Linked DNA regions of Zea mays: all the other regions are linked to region 1. Evidence: chromatin contacts called from public Hi-C data. All regions are on one chromosome and are shown on one strand. Each heading gives the region's core, a stretch centred on a gene start, on an enhancer-like site or on the middle of the called end of the contact. The rest is flanking DNA. Distances are from core to core; before and after follow the strand shown.

Region 1 (3,903 bases), core at 876-3,375:
GCCATTGCTACTCTACTGCCATTTTGTGGTGGCTTCGTAAAAATTCCCCCTCTCATCCCCTGATTATTACAGTGCCCATGACCCCTTTCTCTGGAGGGACCTTTCTTCCTTTAAGACTAGAAGTTGGCGTGTGCTTTATGCATGACCGCGTGCCGAATGGATGCTTCTAGTAGTTCTGCATCAGAAGCTCATTCTGAGCCTTAGCACCAAGCAACATGTTGACGAGGTCACATTATTTGTGTACTTGTTGCTACAGTACTGCTGTTGGAGCACCATATTGGAGGGGTAGAAGGTTTGGAGAGTTTTCTCGATCATCTCTAAGTCTATGGCTATCTGGCCACAGAAATGTAGCTGAGCGACAATGCGATGGATGACAGTGTTGTAAGCCTCAACTGCATTGAAGTCGAGAGTGGCCCATTCATGTTGCGCCCGCGGGAGCATCACATGCTTCTCCACACTGAAACACTCACATAGCTCTGTCCACAATATCATATGGTCTTTCACCTCTGGATACTCCATCTTCAGGCCTGGATGGATGTGGTGCCCGACGAAGATCGTAATTTTTGCTTTCTCATGAAGTTTCAGGCAAGTGTCATTCGGGCCCTACCAGAAGATCTCCTTTCCTAGCTATATCGCCTCTAGGTGAAACTTGCAGTCGTTAGTCTAGGTCGGTTAGTTCTTGCCATTGAGGACAAGCTCCACGAATCAATTCTGTTGTCTTCAACCATAGTCCGTCACACAAAATTAACTTTAGGTTAATTAGGCGTGCTAATTATCAATAATAGAAATTTAAATAGATAAATTGCATGACCCACGGGAGCCGGTCCAGGGCGTGCTGACGAGGCGTGGCTGAAGCATATGCCGACGAGCTGCGCCCCAGCTGGCCGAGCAAGCGCGACCCAGTGCGGGGTGGCGCCGTGGGCTGACGCAGCGTGAACCATCTCAGCTCGAGATGGCGTGACCAGCAGCAGGGCATGGGTGCGTGGGTCAGTGTGACATCAAGGCGCAGAGTTGGGGGCGCCGACATAGTGTACGACTAGAAGCCGGCATGACCGATCTATTCATGAACGCAACGTGTGGGCCACCGGTGGGGTGGGTGTGTAGTGCACGCGACTGGCGCACGAGCCTCGCCATCGGGGTGATTCGTACGACCCGCGGTTAGTAGGACATCGATGGCTTTTTAAGTAAAAGTAATAGATTGGATATATTAAGCAGGTCAAATCATCAGGATTTAACATGCTAGTGTATACATAAATCAATCTACAATATGTATCTGACAGTAAGAAATCACTCTACAATATGTATCTGACCGCGAGAAAACAATCTAGTTTGAACAAAATCTACTAAACAATTGTCTAGAGCGGTCAAAAACGACATACCGTGCTTCTTTATTCAGCGAACGGAAACGAAGCCTATCATGTAAGACAATTAGGCAAGGCGGGAGGACTTGCTGTGGTGCAATTTCCAAATTCAGACCTTGAACCCTCTCCTCAGCAATGGAGGGCTTATTCTCTTTTTGTCGAGGCAGAAGCACAAAAAACTATTTCCTTGTTATATAGAAGACTAGAGCTTCTCGTTTGATATTAGCCCACATAAGATTTTTTGATAGTATAAGGCCATCTCCAACTGATCCCCTATTGTATCCTCTATTTTATTCCTATATTAAACGCAACTCTGTAAATAATATCATCTAAAATTCTGTGTTACCTATTTTATTGGATAAGTGAGTCTAATATTTTGATCCAAACAGCGCTTAATCTCTTCCCTTGCTGTAAGTTCTCGACAGATTTAGCTGGGTTAAAATTCAGACTCAAAGACATATAAATTGATGGGCTGGTGTTATTTCCACGTGGGGGTGGACCCCTCACGGGCCGGGCCGCATTCTTGGCCAACCATGGGCTATCCGCAACATTGCAGACTCCGGAATCCGGATTGGCCGAATGGGCCCGGCAGCCGAAAATGAAAAAGGAAAGGATCGACCCTCTAGCGCGATCGATCCCCGTGCGCTGGGGCCCAAATTAGGAGAACCTCAGTACCCCACGTGATCCACGGTCCGCCCGCCGCGCAAGCTGGGCCACGGGCTCGCGGGCGGGCATGCGCCGGTTCCGCGAGCGACCACCCCGCCATCCGCGGAGCCTGCCCTGCGCTGCCCACCGCTCCTCCGCCTACTCCGGCCTCAGCTAATAACGATGGGTGGTGGGAGCCGAGCCCTTTCCCTCTCCTCCCTCTGCGCCACCACCCTCGCCGCCGCCAAGCCCCCACAGCACCCCGTCCCCTTCGCCCCGGCTCACCGCGCGCTCCCCCACCGCCTCGCCGCCGCCATGTCCTCCTCTTCCTCCCCGACCCCCGCCGCATCGGTGGACGCCGGTGCCCCGGCCCCTTCGGCGTCCAACGCCATCGACTTCCTCACGCTCTGCTACCGCCTCAAGGTGAGCGACTGAGCGCCCCTGTTTAGTCGCTTCGCATTTCCACGGGCCGGCTTGGTTGAGATGGATGGAAATGTGACGCGATGGATGAGATTGTGGATGTAATTGCAGACGACCAAGAGGGCGGGGTGGGTGAAGCGCGGGGTGCAGGCGCCCGAGTCGGTGGCCGACCACATGTACCGGATGGGCGTCATGGCGCTCGTCGCGGCCGATCTACCCGGCGTCAACCGCGACAGGTGATCCTGACAGTTTCGCTCTCAAGTCTAGCTCGGCAGTATTTAGCCTTCTTACGGTTCCGTTTTCATACACTGTTTATTTATCCCTTCAATTACAGGTGTGTCAAGATGGCGATTGTGCACGACATTGCAGAAGGTATGGTCTCAAAAGACTTCCGTCTAGACGGCTTCACTGAAGTTTTGGGGCTTTGTGTGAGATGAGGGATGCAATTTTGTGAATATGCGAGCCTATTACTACCTGAGATGTTGGTAGATGGTAACTAGACCACTGGACTGGAGACCTGTAGTAGGAATGTAGGATGTGTGTTCAAGTACTTGTGCCAATTAGTTGGTTCTTTGACCTCTGCTAGCCAAAGTGTAAAACTTTAAACTATGTGCACATTTTCCTATTTTCATTCAGAAGCATGCTCAGCTTAGAAATGAACACATGATTTTGCCCTCCGCTCATATGGACTCTTGCTGCTGTTCCTAAGCCAGCTTGCCTGTTTCTGGAACTAACTGCCTATGAGGATGTGGGTTCAGTTGACTCATTTCAATTGTTTTTTCTTTTGGTACTCCAGCAATTGTTGGTGACATCACCCCTTCTGATAATGTACCCAAGGAAGAGAAGAACCGCAGGGAGAAAGAAGCATTGGACCATATGTGCGAGCTGCTTGGTGGTGGTTCAAGAGGTGAATACTGAAACTTGCAATTGTGATACATTAGCATTTTATGCTGTAGTTAATTAGGCATCTTATGCCTCAAATTGTCTTTTCATGATTTAGTTATATATGAAATGAATGTGGTGCTATTGCACACTGGCATCATCTTTCTAGATTACTCAATAGTCTAGACTTAATGATCCCATTATGTGTGCATAGTACCATAGTTTCAAGGAAAAAAGAACAATATGTGGATGCCAATGAATTTTGTGAATACAATACTATAGTACTTGCAGGTCATATACATATTTTATTTTACCCTTGAAAAGCTATTCATCTGTTATTATTATTTCTTAGATGGTCATTTTTCCATCCGATACTTTTCACTTCCATCAGGGAAGCAGATCATAACCTGGCAATTATTTTGTAGAAATCCAGCGGGCAGCTTTTGTTCTTATTTTTTGATACATAGTTTAAATAAGTATTGGATAATTCTTAGAGTATTCACATCCCTTAGTTAGGTGTCAAGGAAACTCTTGGTAACTTAAAATCACTCAGATTATTTCCAGAGAAACTGTTATTTATACTTCTCTTTTTCTT
Region 2 (3,903 bases), core at 1,018-3,517, 920 kb before region 1:
TACACGGCGGCGTCGCTGGGCCACAGCGTAAGCGTGCCTTTTTAGTGAAGTGGTTCTGTCACCGTGCTCGTGATTATTGTTTTTCTATTCCTAATCTTCCTTTGGTTTTGGTCGAGCAGGGCTCGTCGTCGGAGGTCGGCCTGGTCCCAGACGTGATGTGCGGCCGCGGTGGGAGCGTGACCGGCGGCGTCATCGAGCTCGACTTCGCGCAGTCCAAGGCGGCGTACCTGCCTTACGCTGCAACTCCTACCCACAGCGTAAGGCCATGTGCTCTGCGCTCCCAGTCCCAGCTACAGAACAGTCTGCTTTGCTTTGCGATCAAAACGCGAAGAGCACGTAAGTGCATGCATGGAGGGTGCACCGATCTGAACTTGGTTTTCTGGTAATGTCCAGCTGTCGTCTTTGGACGTGGGCGCCGTGCCGGAGCGCAGTGACGGGGTCATGGCGGGCAGGCTCGCGACGCCGACGCCGGCGACGGCCACGGAGAGCAGGGAGGCGCGGCTGATGCGTTACCGCGAGAAACGGAAAAACCGGCGGTTCGAGAAGACGATCCGCTATGCGTCCCGGAAGGCCTACGCGGAGTCGCGGCCGCGCATCAAGGGCCGCTTCGCCAAGCGCGCGGATGACAACGACGCCGACGCCGACCTCGACGAGGCTGCCGCGCCGGCTCCGCCGGCGCGGTCGCAGCCGCAGCCGCAGCCGCAGCCATCGTACCGCTACGTGCTCGACTTCGCCGCCGGCTACGGCGTCGTGCCCACATTCTGATGACGCGTGCCGTGTGAGTGTTGCCGCGCGCGTCGCGTGCCCCATGTTTTCACGGATTGGGCCGGCGCGCGTGCGAGCCATGCTGCATGCGCGCCTACGTGTTTGCTGGAGCGGCGAGCTCCTAGTTGGCGATCACATGCCGTTTTGGGCTAGCCATGGTTAAATTAGCAGGCTAGCGTGTACTGCTGCTGCGTTTGTTTGCTGGGGCGACCAGTTCTACTAATAGTACGTAGTACCGTGTAATTTTGGGTCAGGAAGAGATGCTTAGCATCTGTTTCGATTGATCGATGTAGTATTATGCTATAATTGGAAAGGCCTCTCGATCTATTTGCAAGTTGCGTGCATGTGCTTAATCCACTCCCACTTTGGAGAGTATCGAGGCTCCGTACGGCAGTCGGCAGATTTAGCCCCTAGCTGGCACGCAGTTCAACCTATGATCCTAGCGTTCGTTTGAAATGCTGGCGCACGTATCGGTTTATGTATGCGAATGGTTCGAATGCTGGCGCACGTTAGTTTTTTTTTACACGCGGTTTGCAGGAGATCTGCCGATCGAACTTGTATGGGAAGGTTAGGGAGAAAGATTTAGCTGATGCAAATTGATGTTTCATGAGAATGATAAGGATACGTATGTATGCAGTATGCTTGTTTCCATCCTGCGTACCATGGGTGTCCATATTGAATTATTGATACGTCCATGCTTCAGACGTGGATCTTATGCGTCGAACCTTGTATCAACCAAATGATAGTTCTTAGTCATCAAGGAGACTTTCGAGGCATCTAGAATGAGGGTGGATATCCAAAGTGTTTTAAGAAATATAATACCTATATATAATATATTATCAAGCACATTATTATAAATAAGAACAAAATTTTGTATAAATCGTTTTATGTATTATTTACTCCTTACAATAAAAGAGTGAAAAATAACCAAATCTTTATCTTGATCCGAATTCTATATCTATCATTTGAGAAAATATATGATAAATTTGAAGTTTATGGTAAAAACAAGAATGTGAATATCCTATTTATTCACAATCTATAATAATAATGATGATGATAATATTCAAATAAGTATATGTTTTCATCCCTGCCGGGCACCCTCCATCCCAATCCTAACATTCTATTTGATACAAGGGTTAATTCGGTTCATTGTTTATAAAAATAGAGTTTAGCTACATGTGTTAATTGTTTATAGATGTGAATATACAATTATACATGTATACCTATGAACAGTGTAGCTGAAAAAAGTACGGCGTACCCTGGGAGGCTGGGAGGATACGTTTTAACGAGACAATTAGTTTCAGTTTTCTGGGCATAGGCATGCTGACGGGATTAAGAGAAGGCAGCTTTCGGGCCCATTCCAGGCCCAGGCAAAATTCTAGGGATCGGTCAGTCACTGACTTCACTCCCTGTCTTTTCTCCCGACATTCACCCCGAGTGCGCGCGCGCTCTCTTCCCTCGCTCGCCCGCTCGTTCGCGACGGCAACTAGGCGATCAACCTCGCCGCCCGCCGCCCTAATTTACGTGCCCAGGTCTTCGTCCGTCCCCTCTCTAGGACTTCGCCGATCCTTTCTCAGGCGACGGGAGCCAACCAGGTATGTGCACCCCGTCTCGCCCCTTCCTGGAGTGAGAAACCGGGCACCCGAACCCTAACTTAAGATATTTGGATACTCACATTCGAATCTGATCTAGTTAAAACTGTATGCGTCTATTATTGCTACTACATTCGATTTTCCTGCTATAATTATTAGAGTGTCTCCACCCTGTGGATCGTGGTTGAGGAAGACGATCACTGTGCGCTGCTACCTCATACAGCTACGTTATTGTGGTATGCTACTGTAATATATGCTTGTAAGGGACTAGTCAATTATTTCACCGAGTAGGTAAGGGCTTCTATGCTTTTAATGCTCGTGGGTAGTGTGAAATGGTCTAGTAAGAATCTCTGGTCTTACTGCAGAGGTCAGGTCAAATCTAGCTGTGATATGTGATTTGCATAATTTGGACCAAGAGCAGTTATTCGAGTGAAAAAAAAACAAAATCAGCTTGGAGTGGAAATGTATCCCAATGCACTGGTCTATGCCATAAATGCTAATAAGTTTGTTGATTTGGTAAATGCATATGGTGTGGTTGAGTGGTTCTGTGACAATGTACAGTGTTTACTTTTAATTTCCCTCAGGCGTCATTTCTATGCTTTAGTTTATGGATTTGATGGTTATATTGCTTTGATATTTGTCTGCTTTAATTTCCCTGGTTAGTCAAGATTCATTGATGATCCACCTATGTTAATGCTGATGTGCAGGAAGTATGCTTATTTTTTTACATCTTTTTTTTCTCTGTTGCTCATATTGCTGCACTTTGCTGCTGAATCTATCCCTCTTCCCATGTTTTATTAGTGACGTTTACTTGACTGTGATTTGTGAAGCTTGATTTAATCACACAAGATGCTTTCAGAGTCTTATTTCATGCAGTTGTTTCCCAATTTGTCAGGTTCACCTGTAGTTAATTTTGTAAATTATTGTTATATCTGTAGCTGCCCCAATGGAAGTTGAGCTGCCAAACATCCATAAAGTGAGTAGCAATTTCCTCTTCTATGTTGTACCCTTGTAGGGTGCACTGATTATTAATTTAAGCTTTTCAGCTCTGGTTATCCCCATTTTGTACTCTACATTCTAGATTATAAGTCGTTATAGCTTTTCTTGGTAGATAGCTTTTGCCATGTATTTAGACATAGCATATATCTAGATGCATAGCAAAATCTATGTACTTAGAAAAGCCAAAACGACTCATATTGTAGAATGGAGGGAGTGGTATTTTGACAAGTTAACATATGATACATGTTAATGTGTAGGCTACTTCGAGTGACCATTGGAGTTTAACCAGCAGCCAATACCCGTCTGGTAAATTTCCTAAGGTCTCAGTGGGTATCATGATTCCGAAGGCAGGTAGTATACCAAGAGCCAGAGGTGGAGATGCTACCCCAACTCCTACATTTGACAGGAACTTGTCTCAAGGAACTGATGGTTTATCTAGACCAAAAGGTGATAATACTTCACTTCGTGTTTCACAAGAAGCTCTGAACCATGATGTATCCACTGAAGGGGCTCCTAAAGCTGATCCTGTTACGAAGGTCTCTGTATC
Region 3 (3,903 bases), core at 513-3,012, 780 kb before region 1:
GCTAGATGAGAATCCAGTGGGTTGAGCTTCAGCAGCCTTGGAGCAGCAATTCGGTTCCCCATTCTCCCACTAAACCCGGTCTTCTCCTTTCCATCTTTGTCAATGAAGATGGTGCATATAAGAATCAGGTATGTATCTGTTGTCCCAAGAATCCACTTCCCATCATATGTCACGTCGACATGGGTAATGGGTGAACCCAACCCAGGAAAGGCTGTCTTTGCCATCCTCATAGAACTCTTAGAATACAAGCGGATCTTCCCATCCAATGATCCAACAACAATCGAACCATCACCAGTTGAAGCGAAGCACTGGAAGTTTGTCCCCCGGGAAAACTGATGCCCCTGAGTCCATTGCAATACTGGCGACTCAGTTGCACTTGCCAAGTTCTGTACAATGCCCCTGCGATCTCTCATATCCCACCGGCACAACCGGTTGTCATCCAGTCCCAAGAAGGTGGATTCGGATGGATCCAACTGGGCACCTTTGCTATCATTCGTGATATCCCTCATGTTAATATCCGCTCCATCCTTCTCAAACTTCCATTCTGAAACCACCTTCCCCGTCTCGATATCAAATTGATGCACCCCCTTGGCATGTGGCTTTCCATCAGTGGCTGGGCTCATCAGGAGCATGTTAGTCTCGGCCCGCATAAGAAGAGCCTTTTTCGGTGTCGAGAAGTTTGTGCTCCCTCCAGAAAACTTCACGGACATGCCCTTGCCGTGTATCCCATGCTCGAAATTCCTCACGACCTCAATGCCTTTGTCTCCAACGAGGAAACTGTTATCCAGTGCGCCAAGCGCAAGACTGTTAATTCCGCTGCCTTCCTCAACAGGCTCCTCAAACTCGCGCAGATCCTCTAACAAAGGCTTCAGTACTGGTGTCCGCGGGGGCATCGGGCTGCCCTTGGGACCCGGAGAGAAGAAGCCGTCGGTGGCGTCCTCCCATATCGACTCGTCGCCGTCCTCCGGGCGCGCCCACGCCGCGAAGTCCTTCCCAAACACCTTGGCGCGGCCCTCGTCCGTGGCGGCGACGCCGTAGCTGTTCTCAAACATACAGCTGTGGTACTTCGCGCAGAAGTCACCGAAGCCGTCAGCGTGGCGGAACTTAAGCGCCCATACGCCGTCGGCGACGAAATCCACCCGACGCTGCGCGGGGAAGGTCTTGAGCTGCAGCTCGGGCCCGACCCTGGCCTGGATCTTCGAGCCCACGACGAGGCACCACGGCCCGCCGGCGGGCGCGTCGTCGTCCTCGTCGTCGCCGGTGCGTACGAAGGAGGCGGCGGCGAGGCTGTCGGAGACGATCCACTTGGCGGAGGGGGAGGAGCCGCCGATGTGGAGGTATAGCTTGACGGCGTTGAGCGCGGCGGGGTTGGCGCTGAGGGTGAGCCCGGGGCTAGGGTTCGGGGAGATGGGCTCGTTGTACTTGAGGTGGAGCTGGCGGAGGTGGCGGTCGATGGCGTCGATGGAGGCGGGCGTGGCCGCCGCCCCTGCGCCGCTGGCCAACTTGGAGGAGGCAGATGCCGGGGTAGGCGTGCCGTAGTCGGAGGAATTGTCGGAGGCCCGGGACTCGGCGTCGTCGGAGTCGGAATCGGATAGGTCGAGGTCCTCGCGGCTGTGCGAGCCCCCCATGGCGGCGGAGGCTGATAGGGTTTCGGCGAGGAGGTGAGATTGGGGGAGGGGAGGAGGAGCGTGCGGGAATTTGAATTTGGGAGAGGTGATGGGAGAAATGGGGCCCTTTGGCCGTTTTGCGCTGCGACTGCAGTCTGCAGGTTGGGGACTAGTGGGAGAGATCTGGGAAATGAATAGAATAGGAGACGAACGGCCGTTGCACACTTCACTGATTCAAAATTTTCAAATTGAAGATCCATAGCACTAGCACCGTCACTGACTCTTACTCGCACCAACTGTTCCATGGTCTGAACTCAGAGGCAAGAGATTACTTTTTTTTCTAAAAAACAGCTATTTCTTCTTATTAAACTGATGCAGCCTCCTCGCTATACATTGCGTCACGTCACCAAAAAAAATCATCGCCGTACACATGTCTCTTACCGCTTCATCTCCTGTGCTGTCCTAGATTGTATTAAAGAGGGGGGATCTTGACCACGTCTTTGTTGCCGCTTGCACGTCTTCTTGACGGTATCATAGCAGGAGGTGACGACGCTGTCGAGGACGACAGCGGCAGCGCAGCTGCTTCCATTGGCCTCTGCTTCGTCTGACTGTCGCTTTCTAAGGTAAAGAGATCTGTTGTCTTCATTTTTTTCCTTTTTTGTTGCTTACTGTAGCTTCCATGCGTGATTCATTCATTTCTCTGATTTTTACTTTGCAAAAACTCAATGTTAGTACAGCTATAACTTTTAGTTTCGCGTTGTACTAACCATCTACAACAGCAAGCATGCATGCTTTTTCTCCTTTTTTTCTAAAATATTTCAAACTCTATGTGTTTTTTTTCTAAAATATTGCAAAATCTAAGACAGTTTACTATCCACATACCTTAGCCTTTTGCTGCCCCAACCGAGAACCCCCATCCATTCGTCCGTACACTTCCAGTAAATATGTTTCTTTCATATTTGTGTATGCTGAATCCTACCTTTTTAGATGACGTTTTCTCTCATACAAAATGAGATTGAGATATAATATTTCCAAAGGGAAGGGAGATTTTTTTACCGCTAAAAAAGGTGAGTCTATGGTACAATATATTCATAGAAGGAAAGAGTTATTACTAACCTTTCTTCCTTTGGTCACCTGCAGGAGATACTCCATTTTTTATATAATTACGGATTAACTACTCTATTTTATCTTATTGGATTGGCTTCTGAAGGCATTTCTAATTCATGTTTAAAATACTATGGGCAAGAAACTTTTCTAAGTCTTTAATGTGTGTTTCCATGCTCCCTGCTCACTTAAAAGGATACTGTATGATTTTATATTGCAAATGGTCCTTTAAAAGCTATGTTAAAATGGATATTGCATAAAAGTTGAAAGTCCTTAATTGCTATAGTTACATTGCTATATCAGTCCAGTGTTTTGGCTTAATATCCACCTCTATCATTGCATCTATTTGGACTTGCATTCTAATTTTTTGATCTCTTTTTTATGCTCTATCTTTTCATATGTAGTTGTTTGTACTTTGGGGTCAGGCGCTCATTTTCAGGAATCGATTCTTCCAGCAAACAAGTCGTGTTATTTCTTAATGTCTAAGTGAATGCTACTTTCTTTCTTCTTTCAAGTCAGCAGCGAATCTAGCAAAAAATATTGTCGGTGTCATTAAGAGTAGCTTTACTATATTATACAAATTTTTATAAATTTTAACAGTGTTTTGCTAAAGGGTTTATAAAATTTATCGGGGTCGGCTGAGCCCGATAAACCCCTCTAAATTCGCCCCTGTTTCAAGTTGTCGTTACCTTTTAATTTGCCCCTATATAGGAGAGGCCGAAACCATTGAAATTAGCTACTACATTTGATGGTAATGCGAGGACACTTAAATTCTACTTGAAATCTACTGTAGACTCCAGTTATATAATATAAATAATCATGATCTTCTAGGTCATATGATATAGTGATTTGTGAAAGGGAATTATGCTTACACCTAGTTCCTAATTGATTTTAGTGGTTGAATTGCCCAACACAAATAATTGGACTAACTAGTTTGCTCTAGTGTATAAGTTATACAGGTGCCAAAGGTTCACACTTAGCCAATAAAAAGACCAAGAATTGGGTTCAACAAAGAGAGCAAGGGATAACCGAAGGCTGCCCTGGTCTGGCACACCGGACAGTGTCCGGTGCACCAGGGGACTCCAAGTCAAACTCTTCACCTTCGGGAAAATTCAGAGGCACTCCGCTATAATTCACCGGACTGTCCGGTGTACACCGGACAGTGTCCGGTGCTCCAGGAATGAAGCGACTC

What was found. A called contact is a pair of places that touch in the nucleus more often than the background predicts.
Region 2: a Hi-C map of bundle sheath shows a contact between it and region 1, with 2.9 times the contacts expected there. The contact joins the promoter of dsy2 here to the promoter of LOC100281836 in region 1. A contact is called at or near these places in 2 of 25 Hi-C or Micro-C datasets (bundle sheath and leaf).
Region 3: a Hi-C map of ear shows a contact between it and region 1, with 4 times the contacts expected there. The contact joins the promoter of LOC103626704 here to the promoter of LOC100281836 in region 1. A contact is called at or near these places in 2 of 25 Hi-C or Micro-C datasets (ear and tassel).

The regions. Positions count from the first base shown.
Region 1 is chr5:92,657,357-92,661,259 of Zm-B73-REFERENCE-NAM-5.0, forward strand. LOC100281836 reads left to right here and starts at 2,126. Exons shown (of 8, transcript NM_001154756.2): 1 at 2,126-2,429; 2 at 2,538-2,662; 3 at 2,761-2,798; 4 at 3,223-3,333. The coding sequence starts at 2,190.
Region 2 is chr5:91,732,921-91,736,823 of Zm-B73-REFERENCE-NAM-5.0, forward strand. dsy2 (desynaptic2) reads left to right here and starts at 2,268. Exons shown (of 13, transcript NM_001319706.1): 1 at 2,268-2,360; 2 at 3,253-3,333; 3 at 3,614-3,903. The coding sequence starts at 3,304. It overlaps LOC103626702 (zinc finger protein CONSTANS-LIKE 3), which reads left to right. Exons shown (of 3, transcript XM_008647090.2): 1 at 1-27; 2 at 120-257; 3 at 394-1,099. The coding sequence ends at 765.
Region 3 is chr5:91,878,990-91,882,892 of Zm-B73-REFERENCE-NAM-5.0, forward strand. It overlaps LOC103626704 (protein CYPRO4-like), which reads right to left and starts at 1,763. Exons shown (of 2, transcript NM_001346849.1): 1 at 1-1,763. The coding sequence starts at 1,628.